2 separate regions of the Oryctolagus cuniculus genome follow, and region 2 is linked to region 1. Evidence: chromatin contacts called from public Hi-C data. All regions are on one chromosome and are shown on one strand. The core of a region is the stretch at or near the end of the contact, and the rest is flanking DNA. Distances in the headings are between cores, read along the strand shown. Region 1 overlaps CYFIP2 (cytoplasmic FMR1 interacting protein 2). Region 2 has its middle 48 kb from the start of ADAM19.

Region 1 (5,721 bases), core at 1,597-4,096:
TCGTGGCTCAGAAAGAAAGGGACATCACTTCTTGAGATCACTAGAGTAAGTGTGAGCGGAGAAGGCCAAGAAGGCCCCAGAGGTTGGAGACCCAGCCCTGTGGCTCACCCCGTGTCCAGAAGGGACAGACACCTCTGCAGTTTTCCCAAGCTGTGAGCACCTCGCTGTGACCTTCCCGCCAAGGACAGTGGCACTATTGTTTTCATTCACCCCGCTCTTCATTTACCTGCAGTGTTTAGAGAGCTGGGTCACAGCTCACTCAGCCAAGTTAGAGAGCTGTGTTTGTGTTTGTGGGCTGGTGGAGTTCATTAGAGACATTGTAATAAAAACAGGAAACTAGGAATGGTTTTAATTCCTCTTGGGATCTCTGAAAACAGCACTTGTGGTTCCAGAGAGCAGAGATGCAAATTGCTCACAAATTTGGTTTGCCAAAAACACGAGGCTGTGTGTGGTGGCTGGCCGCACTTACCATCCAGTCAGAGAGAGGCCTGATGAGTAGAAGTCCGCATACAGCAGAGAAAGACAGTTCAAATGATCCATTTCATAGTATGTAATTTTGCCTCAATTTTTAAAAAAGTTCATCTCCAAATAATATTACAGTGGTTAGGATCTACCAGATCATGTCCTACCCTTAAAATATTATTTTGCATCACTTCTCAGCTTTCTAAGATCAAGTGTAAAACATTATTTTGCTTCCTTAAAAAAAGCAAAGATCAATGTCACAGTAATAATACAGCTTTGATTCCTGATTCAGGATTATTTATTTCTTGAGGTCTCAGGAAGTTATCTATTTGGTGTGGTGTGGACGTAAGCAAGCTTGATTTTAAATGTGCAACGGTAAACAGATTGACCAAATAATTAGTTTCCCGCTCACTGCTGGTTGTCACGTGAGTCAGTGAGCAGAGTTGCTTCAGGGTGTGAGATTTGTGGCAAGTGTCCAGTGTCTCAAGTCATGTTGCCTTCCTGTTTTTCTCTGCCAAACCTCAGAAAATGCCCAGGCTCCCCTATTCCCACATTTTCTCAATAGGGCCCAGCCTCCTATTGAGCCAGCAGGTCAGACGGGTGCCCTGCGGGGGTGTGTGTGCATGACTTCTCAGCATGCGTGTGTTTCCTCTTGCATGTGTGTGACGTATTGGGGGCTTTCCAGGGCTGGGGGCGGGGCGTGTTTATTTAGAAGAAGAATTTGAATTCTGCTCAGTTCGTGCTGGTCCTTCCTGCAAGAAACACAGCACAGACCAGCAACCAAGGCCTAAGCTTCCAGTCCAGACTGAAGGCCAGGACTGATGACAAGTGGGAGCCAGAGGCCTCCCCAGCACACCAGATGGTTCTGTGCTGGGATTCTTAAAGCTCTCGTGTGGCAAAACAATTCCAAAATTATTCTCCTGTGCCTAGAACTAGGATGGCCTGCTGAACAGTTTTTGTATGTCTGAGTGTATGTTCACAAGTATCTGTGCTTGCCAGGAAATTCTGGGGAGACTTGACTCTAGAAGCCCTTGGGTAGGGGGCAAGGCCAAGGGGAATGCTAGGAAGGCCGAGCATGCGGGGAAAATGCCCAGAGCTCAAGTGTCCACAGGGGGCATCGGAGCTCCTCTGATCCATCCTGCGATCCTGGGCAGGACCGTAGGCGGCAGGTTCCCTGTTAACAGCCTTACGTGGTGTTTCTCACCTCTCCACCTGGACGCTTGCAGTAGAGAATGTACCCAGCACACAGGCTGTCATTAGAAACTCCCATTTTTGTAATTTTTTTGTATTGAGCACAGTCTACAGTTTTGGGTGCATTCCATCAGCTGGCCCCTGCTCTGACCTCTGCCATGCCCCTGTCGGATACTGACTGACTGTGTTGTCTAAGATTTTTCCCTCACACTTAGCGATATTCATAGAATCACAGCCGCTGGCAAAGCCGAGAGGGCAAACTTGACCAGGAAGCTGGATTTTTCCCAGCTTTTATTTACCACTGTATCAAACATGATATATTCATGGCTGTTACCTCAGTGTGCCCAGCACCGTGCCAGCTGCTTTATGCATGCTGTCTCATTTAAACCTGCAGCAATCCTGTTGCATCGGGTATTATGTTTACATCATGGAAACCAAGGCTCAGAGAGTTTAGGTAATTTGCCCAAGGGCATCTAATGTAGTACAGCTTATGGACTTGTTCCTGGATCTCGGTCCCTCCAAGTTACCTATACGACAGCTCGCTGCTACTCAAAAATGCCTTTCATGGGATTTTTGACAAGTGGACAAAGGAGAGTATGACGTGAGCTCTCCTGGGTTCAGAGAGGCTGAGTCCTCAGTGTAAGTGGGAACAAGAAGGCTGTTGGTCCAGTGCACAAGCTGAGTCAGAGCACCCCAGGTCATCATCTGCTGATGTCTGTGCAGACTCCAGCTGCCACCTCTTTCAGGAGAGAGTGCACAGCATGGCTCGCTCTGCTTTTACATCTCTGAAAATAATTCTGGGCAGAAAAGTAGGCTATGATGCAACCCAGTGTTTTTTTTTTTTTTTTTTCCTTTTTTATTGAGGTCTAATTACCTGTGGTGAAATGTTCTGTGTCAGGCTAATTTCACAGAAGGACCATAGAGTGGACGACAGAAACAACAGACACACACCGTCGCATGGTCTCATCCCATGTTTGGCTAAATCACAGTCAGCAGTTCCTATACGTACAGGCTTTGCTGACCGTCACTGTCAGTGAACACCACGTTTGAAGTTAGGTACACTTCTCTCCAGAGACCATTCCTGGCTCATATGTCTATAAACTACATAACACTTGTCCCTCTCCATGGCTCAGGCAGGGTTTACTCTGGTAGCTTCTCAGTGTTGAGTACAGAAGCCTGCTCTTTGTCACGCTGCAAGCCTCCTGGTAGGTGGGTGTGAGCTTACCCAGTGAACCATTATCCAGCCTGGTGAATGAGTGGGTGTGCAGTTCTTCACGAACTTGTTAGTAGCGGGAACTACTTTGTGTCTCCTTGTTACTAGAGGGTACTATTATCGTGAAGCTCGTGAAGTTTAGATTTGTGTATAGTAAAAAGAAAACTCAAAAATTAGACTATAAATTTTCTCTTGATGACTATAGAGGGATTCTAGAATCTCTCATTCCTCCAAAGCATCACCGTAGACCTATTGAAGTTGTATAAAATTTCTCATTAGCCAACTCACAGAGAATTGCAGCTAATAGAATATCAGAGGTGGTTTTCCCTCATTTTCATGTTCATGCACAAGATTTTTACAATTCCAGGTAGGAAAACTATACTCAGAACTAAGTTTTTGAAATGAAACTTTATCTGAAAACTGACTATGGTTTATGTAAGAATTCGACTTCTGAAGGTCACAGTTATGGAACAGGTTAAGACCATGGGTCTTGGAATTGGCCATACCTGGTTCAGATCAGAGCTCAGTTGTCTACCCACTGTGTGACCCTGAGCAGGTGACTCACCACCCTGAGCCTGTGTTCCCTCACCTGTTTTCCAGCCCCTCAACATTGCCTACAGCCACATCTACAGCTCCTACAGGAACTTCGTGGGGCCCCCGCACTTCAAGACTATCTGCAGACTGCTGGGTTACCAGGGCATTGCCGTGGTCATGGAGGAGCTGCTGAAGATCGTCAAGAGCTTGGTGAGTAAGGCTTGGGATGTGCCCGAGCGGGGTTGACTTGAGTAAGTTTGGCTCTTTTGGCCTGTGAAAGCACATCCCAGCTCTGCCTCTATAAATCACACAGGGAGTCCACTCCTGTATCCCTCGATTGTCCTTAACCATCCTTCTGCTACATTGCTGTGTACCCTTTGAGCTGTGGCTTTGTCGCCCTTTTCTGGACCCTGACTTATTTTTGATGAGTGAACTCAGCAATCCTGATTTTGACCTTCAACACCTGTTGCTGACTCCTCATGCTCCTCACTTGTGCTGCATTATCTAATTTGAGCATGGCAAATCCATGACAGATGTGCTGCCATCTTCCACGCCCATACCCATGGCAGACATCTCTAATCAATCACCACACTCCTTCCCCTTGGGAGTTCTTGCTAAATCACTACCACCTGTACTGCAGTACTTCAAGGGAGTTCTCTGTCCCTGTACCACCATGGTGTATCTGCCCAAAGCATGCTCAACTGAACCTTCATTTAATTCACTCCAAGACTGCTGAAGCAAAGCCAGAACCTTTCAACAAGACTTTCTTGAAAATTCCAGATGACAAAAGAGAAATAAACAAGGTAGTGTCTAACCAAGGCAGAGGAATAGCAAATAGAATTCATCCACAAACTCTGGTTCTTTGGCAGCAGCTATGTGGAGCCATGGACCATTAAGGATTGTGAAGCTAAATCCAGATTTAAAAGGGAAAACATGATAATTGATTAAAGGTGTCTGCTGTGGATGTAGGAGGAATGAATGTGCCATGCATTTTCCATGCTTAAATTACATAATGTCTCTAAATTCCCAGGGATCCTGGCCCTATTTCCTTTGAGCTCTTAGTCTGTATCTCACATAAGCATCCGCAACCCCAGGAAGGACCCCATGCCTAGAAATGTGCGGCTCTTGAAGTGTGTAAGTCTGGGAGAGTAGTGAGAGCTGCCCTTTCTGTCCTACGGAGGCCCGTTTTCCCTGGTAAAGATCAGTGGGACTGTCCCCCGCCTTCCCTGCTCCCTCCTTGCAGGGGGCAGGGCTGTACTGGGATGTTTCAGCAGAGCCTGCATACCCCTGCCCTGGCATCCTGGAGACGCTGGCTGTGTACTGCAACAATGTTTCCCTTGCTCATCACTATTCTTCCTTTGGCAGCTCCAAGGGACCATCCTCCAGTATGTGAAAACTCTGATAGAGGTGATGCCCAAGATATGCCGCTTGCCCCGGCACGAGTACGGCTCTCCAGGTGGGTGATAGGAACGTAGTCCACCTGCACCCGTGGAGGGGAGGGGAGCTCTGGCCACACAACCTGGAATATTTGCCCCTCTCACCAGGCAGTGAGGAAGGAGAGCACTGGCTCTGCATCCCACCCCTGGCCAGATAACCTGGAACCCTTTGCAGTTCCTCTAAGCAAGACCATCTCCCATGCCCGCCTCCCAGGACTGCAGCCCATGTGATGGACGCACTGGAAGATGGACTTGCTGGAGTCTGCATTAGCTTGTCTCGGAGCGCTTTCCTGCATTTGCTCAGTTAGACACAGTTGTCCCAGGCCACTGTGCCAAGTAAGCTAAGGTGACTGAGCAAAAAGGCAGTCAGAAAATGTGTTTTTCCAAAAAAGCAAGATGTCAGGTGCTGGCTCGGTATGATAGGAAGGAGATGAGGCAGAAAGCTCTGTTACTGAATCCTAGCTGCCCACTCATGAGCTGTGTGACTACGGGCATGCCACTTACCCTCTCTGAGCCCCACGTGAAAACAGGCATAGTAGCATCTAGTTTGTGGATTGAGTCGGATATTGCAGGGCAGTTGTTTAGCAAGCATCCGCTGCCTTTAAATAGACACTAAATCGATTTTTAGAAGGACTGAGGGAGGTCCACAGATGCGGTGGGTGCTGTGTGGTTTTGTTTGATCAAAGCCCTGAGCCAGCCTTCTGAGCTTTTTCCAGCACTGGCCCCTACAGAGAGGGCTGCGCGGCTTGGGTCTCGCCATCCTAGAGTCAGGTCTGGGGCTGCTGCTCCGTCAGCACGTCCCATAAACCCTAGCGGGTGGGCAGTGTTCGGCTGCGCTGGACCATCCCCTTCCTCTCGCAGGGATCCTGGAGTTCTTCCACCACC
Region 2 (5,942 bases), core at 3,193-5,692, 240 kb after region 1:
TCATCCTAAACTTACTGAAGATCTGATAAGGGTGTCACCAAGTTAAGGAAGAAAGGACTTAATCCAACAAGTCCAACTGAGGCGGGTCTTACTCCAGGATTGTTTCCCAGCAAGGACAACATGATGGAACAGAAACAGCCTAGAATTTGGAGGTAGAGATCTTTTATGACTTGTTGGGTGGCCTTAGACAAGTCACTTCACCTTGGTAAATCTTCATTTTCCCGATTAGTTAGATAAGGACAATAACACCTATTTATAAGCTTGTTATGAAGACTGAGTGAGATAAAATCGCACAAAATATCAGATACAGTGGCACATGGCAGGTACTTACTAAAGTGTAGTTTCTGTCTATTAATTAATTCAACAAATATTTATTCAGCATGTAATACCTTGCAGGCACAGTAGTTCCATGTACTAACCATAATATGTCAAGCAAGAAATACAATGTTCCTATTCTGTAGTAGCTTCCAACAGTGCAAGTTGGTGAAAATAAAAAAGGAAACACATAAACAAGATAATTACAGATTACAATAAGCACTTTGAAAAACTGTTTCTATGCTTGTATCTATTACTAGTGTAAAAACTGTCCAGTGAGTGTTTTTAAATTTTTATTCTCATTTTATTTGAAGGACAGATTCATTGGTTCACTCCCTAACTACCTACAATAGCCATGGCTGGGCCAGGTTGAAGCCAGGAGCCTGGATCTCAATCTGGGTATCCCACTTGGGTGGCAGGAGCTAAAGTACTTGAGCTGTCTTCTGGGTGCCCAAGGGTACATATTAGCAGGAAACCGAATCAGAAGCTGAGGCGCTAAGACTCAAACCAGGCCCTCTGATATGGGATGAAGGCGTCCCAAGCAGTTTCATAACTACTGAGTCAAACACCCACCCCCTGAGAGGTTTTTTGAACTTTCCTGTTCAATCTCCCTCTGCCCTTTTTATGTGCTGGAAGCCACTCTCAAATTTAGAGTTCAGTAATTACCCCAAGCTTAAGCAGCAAAAGATACTGAACTATTAGCTCTTGAATTGTCATAGAGAAGAAAGGGAGGCCAAAGGAAATATGAGGTCAGTGGGAGGAAAATTCTAAGCTCTACCTCTCAATTTGTTAATCATTCCCTGGTGGTATTCAAAATCAGATACAAATTCCCAGGTCTCATACTCAAATATTCAACTTTTAAGGGTCCAGGATCCTCCCTCCTTCACTTAGTTCTTCCCTCCCTCTCTTCTTTCTTTCCCTTCCTCTCTCTCTTTCTCTCTTTCTCTCTTTCTCTTTCTCTCTCTCTCTCTTTCTCCCCTTTCTCTCTCTCTTTCTTTTCCTTCCTTCCTTCCTTCCTTCCTTCCTTCCTTCCTTTTTTCTTTCTTTCTCTTTCTCTCTTTCTCTCTCTCTCTCTCTTTCTTTCTTTTCCTTCCTTCCTTCCTTCCTTCCTTCCTTCCTTCCTTCCTTCCTTCCTTCCTTCCTTCCTTCCTTCCTTCCTTCCTTCCTTCCTTCCTTCCTTCCTTCCTTCCTTCCTTCCTTCCTTCCTTCCTTCCTTCCTTCCTTCCTTCCTTCTTTCTTTCTTTCTTTCTTTCTTTCTTTCTTTCTTTCTTTCTTTCTTTCTTTCTTTCTTTCTTTCTTTCTTTCTTTCTTTCATAGGTAAGTAATCAGACATGGGAAGCATTACTGGCAAGCTACCCTATGAATTCCACTGGCCAGTGATGTTGAGGATACAGGTTTGTAAACCCTGTAGATATAAACAAAGGTATTGAGGGAACATAAAGCAGGAACAACCAGCTTAGTCTTTAAGGGTTAGAGAAATACTTTCTGAAGGGGAAGAATTTGGGATAGAATTTGGTTCAGTTGCACGTGCCACAGGATACAAAATCATAGTGGATGAAACAACAGACATTTATTCTTCACTCAAACTCTTGAGGAAAGAAAGCCAGTGTCAATATAGTGATCCTGTCTTATTTTTCTACCATCTTCAGCATAAGACTGACATGATCCAAGATGATTGCTCAGATTCCAGCTATTACTCCTAAATCCCTGTGAGGGGCCAGCACTGTGGCGTGGCAGGTAAAACCACCGCCTGCAGTGCCAGCATCCCATATGAGCACCAGTTTGAGTCCCTGTTGCTCGACTTCCAATCCAGCTCTCTGCCATGGCCTGGGAAAGCAGTGGAAGATGGCCTAAGTGCTTGGGCCCCTGCACCCATGTGGGAAGACCTGGAGGAAGCTCCTGGCTCCTGGCTTTGAATTGGTGCAGCTCCAGCCATTGTGGCCAACTGGGAGTGAACCAGTGGATGGAAGACCTCTCTCTCTGCTTCTCCTTCTCTCTGTGTAACTCTGACTTTCAAATAAATAAATCTTAAAAAAAATCCCTGTGAGTAGGAAAGGACAAAGGGGCAAACAAGAGCACAACTTCCCCCTTGAAGGACATTTTTCTGGAACTTGTACATGTAACTCCAATCAACAGATGAAATAAAGTCTCTATTCAGATTTGCCATGCACGATGCACATAGCTAGAAATTTAGGGTTCTATTACTGCCCACCCCCTCCAAAAAAAAGGAAAGTAGTCACTGGGAGATAAGAAGCAGATACCTGACCTGAAACCTGAAGAATCAGCACAATTAGTCAGGGGAAGTCCTAAAGCAGATTGTCTAGAAAGGGAGCACAGTATGATCCATTTGGTAGCACTCTTCCTTCCACAAGCTCTGCTCCTCATCCTCCATATTGACACCCAAAATCATCTTGGAATATCTGCCTACCCCCTAGCTATTCAGTTCTCAGAACGGAAATGACTTCAGCCCAACAGTGACTTCAAAACCATCATATCCCAGAAACAATGAGTGCTTAGAGAAAAAAATCTCCCTCCATGTGTAAGAGTTCTCTCTGATTTCACAACATTGAAATCTACTAAGACAGATTATTGAGATGTTTTAAAGAAACTGTAATTCCAATCCTTTCATATGATTATTTTGTCTAACTGCCTGAAGCTATATGATGCTCATATTAACCTGTTGAGCAAACTGTATTTATGTTATTATAGTTATGCAAAAAATGTGTGAGTACATGGTCAAATATTGGAAAGAATGTCATAAAAACAATATTAGATAGATTAAATTTTTTTTCTCCTCTATAAGTTCCTTTCAACATGGTTTTGTTATTTTCATAACAAATAAAACTTGAAAATAAGTCTCAGGTTAAATAGTATCAATGGTAAGTGTGCTTAAGAATCACCTGAAAAGCTTATTAAAAATGAAGATTCCTAGGGTCTAGTTGAAGAAATTCTGATTCTATACATCTCAGGAATGGCTGTATTTTTATCCAGCACCCGAGTTCATTTTGTTAGAAGTGGAACCTTGAAATACACTGCCAAAGATAGTGTCTCAGAGTCTAAAACTTGACTTGGGACATTATCTGTGTCAAAGCAGCCCAGCTTTGTATTGTGCTAAAAACTCTAGGCTAACACTCCTCTAATAAAACATTCACTCTCTCTGGTTTGTAAGCAAAGTATTTCTAAGCTTCCAAGTAAACTTGGAAGTAAATAAGTAAACAAGTTTTCTGATAAAAGAACCCCAGGTATTAATAGTTACATACTGCCAGGTCTCTAGTAGGACCTCTCCATTCTCTATACTTCCTGAATCCTATCCCAAGCCTTCCTCTGTATGCTCCATACAAATTTACTTATAATCTTTCTTGGAGAAAGAGACTTGGCAATTTCAAATTTTACATCTGCATAGCACAATTTGCCATTTCCAGCTGCCTGGATAATTCAGTATTCATTTTATTCAATAGGGTGGCCAACTTGTCCATGTTTGCCCAGGAGTTTCTCAATTTTGGCACTAAAAATCCCACCTCCTGTAACTCCCTCCCCTCTGTCCTGGGAAAATCAGGACCTGGGTAATTCGTTACATTACACCTTTCCATCACTTAGAACTTGTGTAATTACATATGGCTTCAAAGAAAAGACATGCTCTAGAAGGGGTTGCCAGCCTCTACAGAACATATTGTAGGAAGCGCATGTAAAAACTTAGCTTTCTAAAGTTCTTCCTTTGAAAGAGAATACAGGTAAGATATTGTTCATTTTCTTTCGTTTTGTTTTTTATTCTTGTTTTGTTTAGAAATAAGATATTTCCTTAATGTGGTTTCAAGGAAGGAGCCAGATATAAGGGTGTAGCAAGCAGCCTTTCCCCATTTTACCCCTTTGCTTGCAAATATTATTTAAGGAAAATTTTACTAAAATTTGTGCTAAACTCATCACAAAGGAGACTTGAAAGGTTGGATCAGACCATGAGAATGCAGACCATAAAGAGAAAAAGTAAATCAAAGGATACGGAATTTTTCACTAAATAGAATTAGATAAAATTGTAAAGCCTTCAACACTTGTTTCAGATAGCTTTACAGTGATGCCTTTGGAATTTCTCTTAAATCCTAAAATGTGAAGATGATTCAGAAAGCTAAAAAAGGATGTCTCAACAGAATCTGTTTCAAAATGCAGAACAAAAAAAATTTCAGAGTTACTCCACCCACATTAAACTACTTTCAAATATCAGAAATAGTTCAGAGAATCCCCAGAACTTCATTTTAAAATCAGTTCCAACTATTCCCACTACAACTTTCAAAAGCAGCTCATAATTTTGGCTCACGAATAATCCTACAAATAGCTGGTTGATATGGTGAAAAATATACTTGTGTGAGTATGTGGCACATTTGCCTACTTGAATTCTTGGGTATAATATCAACTTTCATTAATAAAAAAAAACAGTTTAATAGCCAATGGCAATTTGCAACATTTGTAAGGTTCAATTCTTCCATCCTTTATGACTATTACTTAATGCAGAAAACAGTTCATTCAGGCACAACTTTCTTTCATTGACAGGTTTGAGATGGCCAATGCTGAAAACCATAAGTGAAGTCAACGATTTAAACACCAAAGCCACCAGCATTTCCCTAATTGTTTTCTCTGATGTGTTAGTAGGCATTATGTCACCAAAAATGGGAATGGGGTAATGTTGTGGCATACATGTTATGAAGTTCCAAAACACTAAGATAAAACAGGGTTCAATTTCTTTCTTTACTGCAAGACTTTTGAGTCATTACAATGACAATATACACTGATATACTCCAAGGTGGGGTCATGACATGTGTTTCCAAACAATTATTTGACCAAACTTTGTCAGAATATCTAAAAGGCTTTGGCTTCTAACATATGTAGAGAACCACACTTTCTTGCCTTTCTAAACTTGCTAACTCAGCAACGTGAAAGACCAAATCTATTTTCAGTCTATTTGCAGTGAAACTTTTCATTTGCAAATGGCCAGCTTTGACCAAAGCACAGAACCATTTGTCATTCTAAACGTACTGACATTTCAACATATTTTGAGACTACTCTTACAGCAAATGTCATTACCTCCAATTCATAAGAACAAACAAGGCAAGACCTATTAGAAAGCAGCTTAGAGAATTTCACTTTGATCACTTGGAGAGGTGGATGAATTACTGCCAATGGGACAGGCCTTTGTTTAGTCTGTAGATCTCTAGTCAGTAGTTTGCAGAGCTATAAATAAGCAGATACAAGCATTTGCAGTCAGGCATGCATATCTGCAGCTGGGTACTTTTCTAAATAAGGGATACTCAGATTTCCCGACCTAAATTCTAGTGTAGATATGTAAACAATTGAAACTTCTGGCATATGATCTCAACACTAAGGAAGAAGTAGAAAAAGAATAAAAGAGTTGCAGGGTCCAGCATTGTGGCGTAGCAGATAATACTGCTGCCTGTGATGTTGGTATCCCAAGTGGGCACTGGTCCATGGCCTAGTTGCTCCACTTCTAATCCAGCTCCCTGCTGATACATCTCAGAAGGCAGCAGAAGATGGCCCAAGTGATTCAGCCCTGCCACTCACATGGGAGACCATGGCTCCTGGCTTCTGCCTGACCATTGCAGCCCTCTGGGGAGTGAATC

The links. Hi-C and Micro-C count contacts between places; a contact is called where the count stands out from the background.
Region 2: a contact with region 1 is called in a Hi-C map of embryonic fibroblasts, with 2.6 times the contacts expected there. The contact joins two enhancer-like sites. A contact is called at or near these places in 3 of 6 Hi-C or Micro-C datasets (embryonic fibroblasts, psoas muscle and an unstated tissue).

What each region holds. Positions count from the first base shown.
Region 1 is chr6:44,326,360-44,332,080 of mOryCun1.1, forward strand. It overlaps CYFIP2 (cytoplasmic FMR1 interacting protein 2), which reads left to right. Exons shown (of 32, transcript XM_008255326.4): 25 at 3,467-3,610; 26 at 4,766-4,856; 27 at 5,698-5,721. Among named protein-coding and RNA genes, the nearest start is that of FNDC9, 7.5 kb to the left of the region's middle. Within about 2 kb of position 2,847, at least 1 of the 8 cell types and tissues checked has an H3K27ac peak or open chromatin away from gene starts, as enhancers often do.
Region 2 is chr6:44,561,644-44,567,585 of mOryCun1.1, forward strand. No RefSeq gene overlaps it. Among named protein-coding and RNA genes, the nearest start is that of ADAM19, 48 kb to the left of the region's middle. Within about 2 kb of position 4,443, at least 1 of the 8 cell types and tissues checked has an H3K27ac peak or open chromatin away from gene starts, as enhancers often do.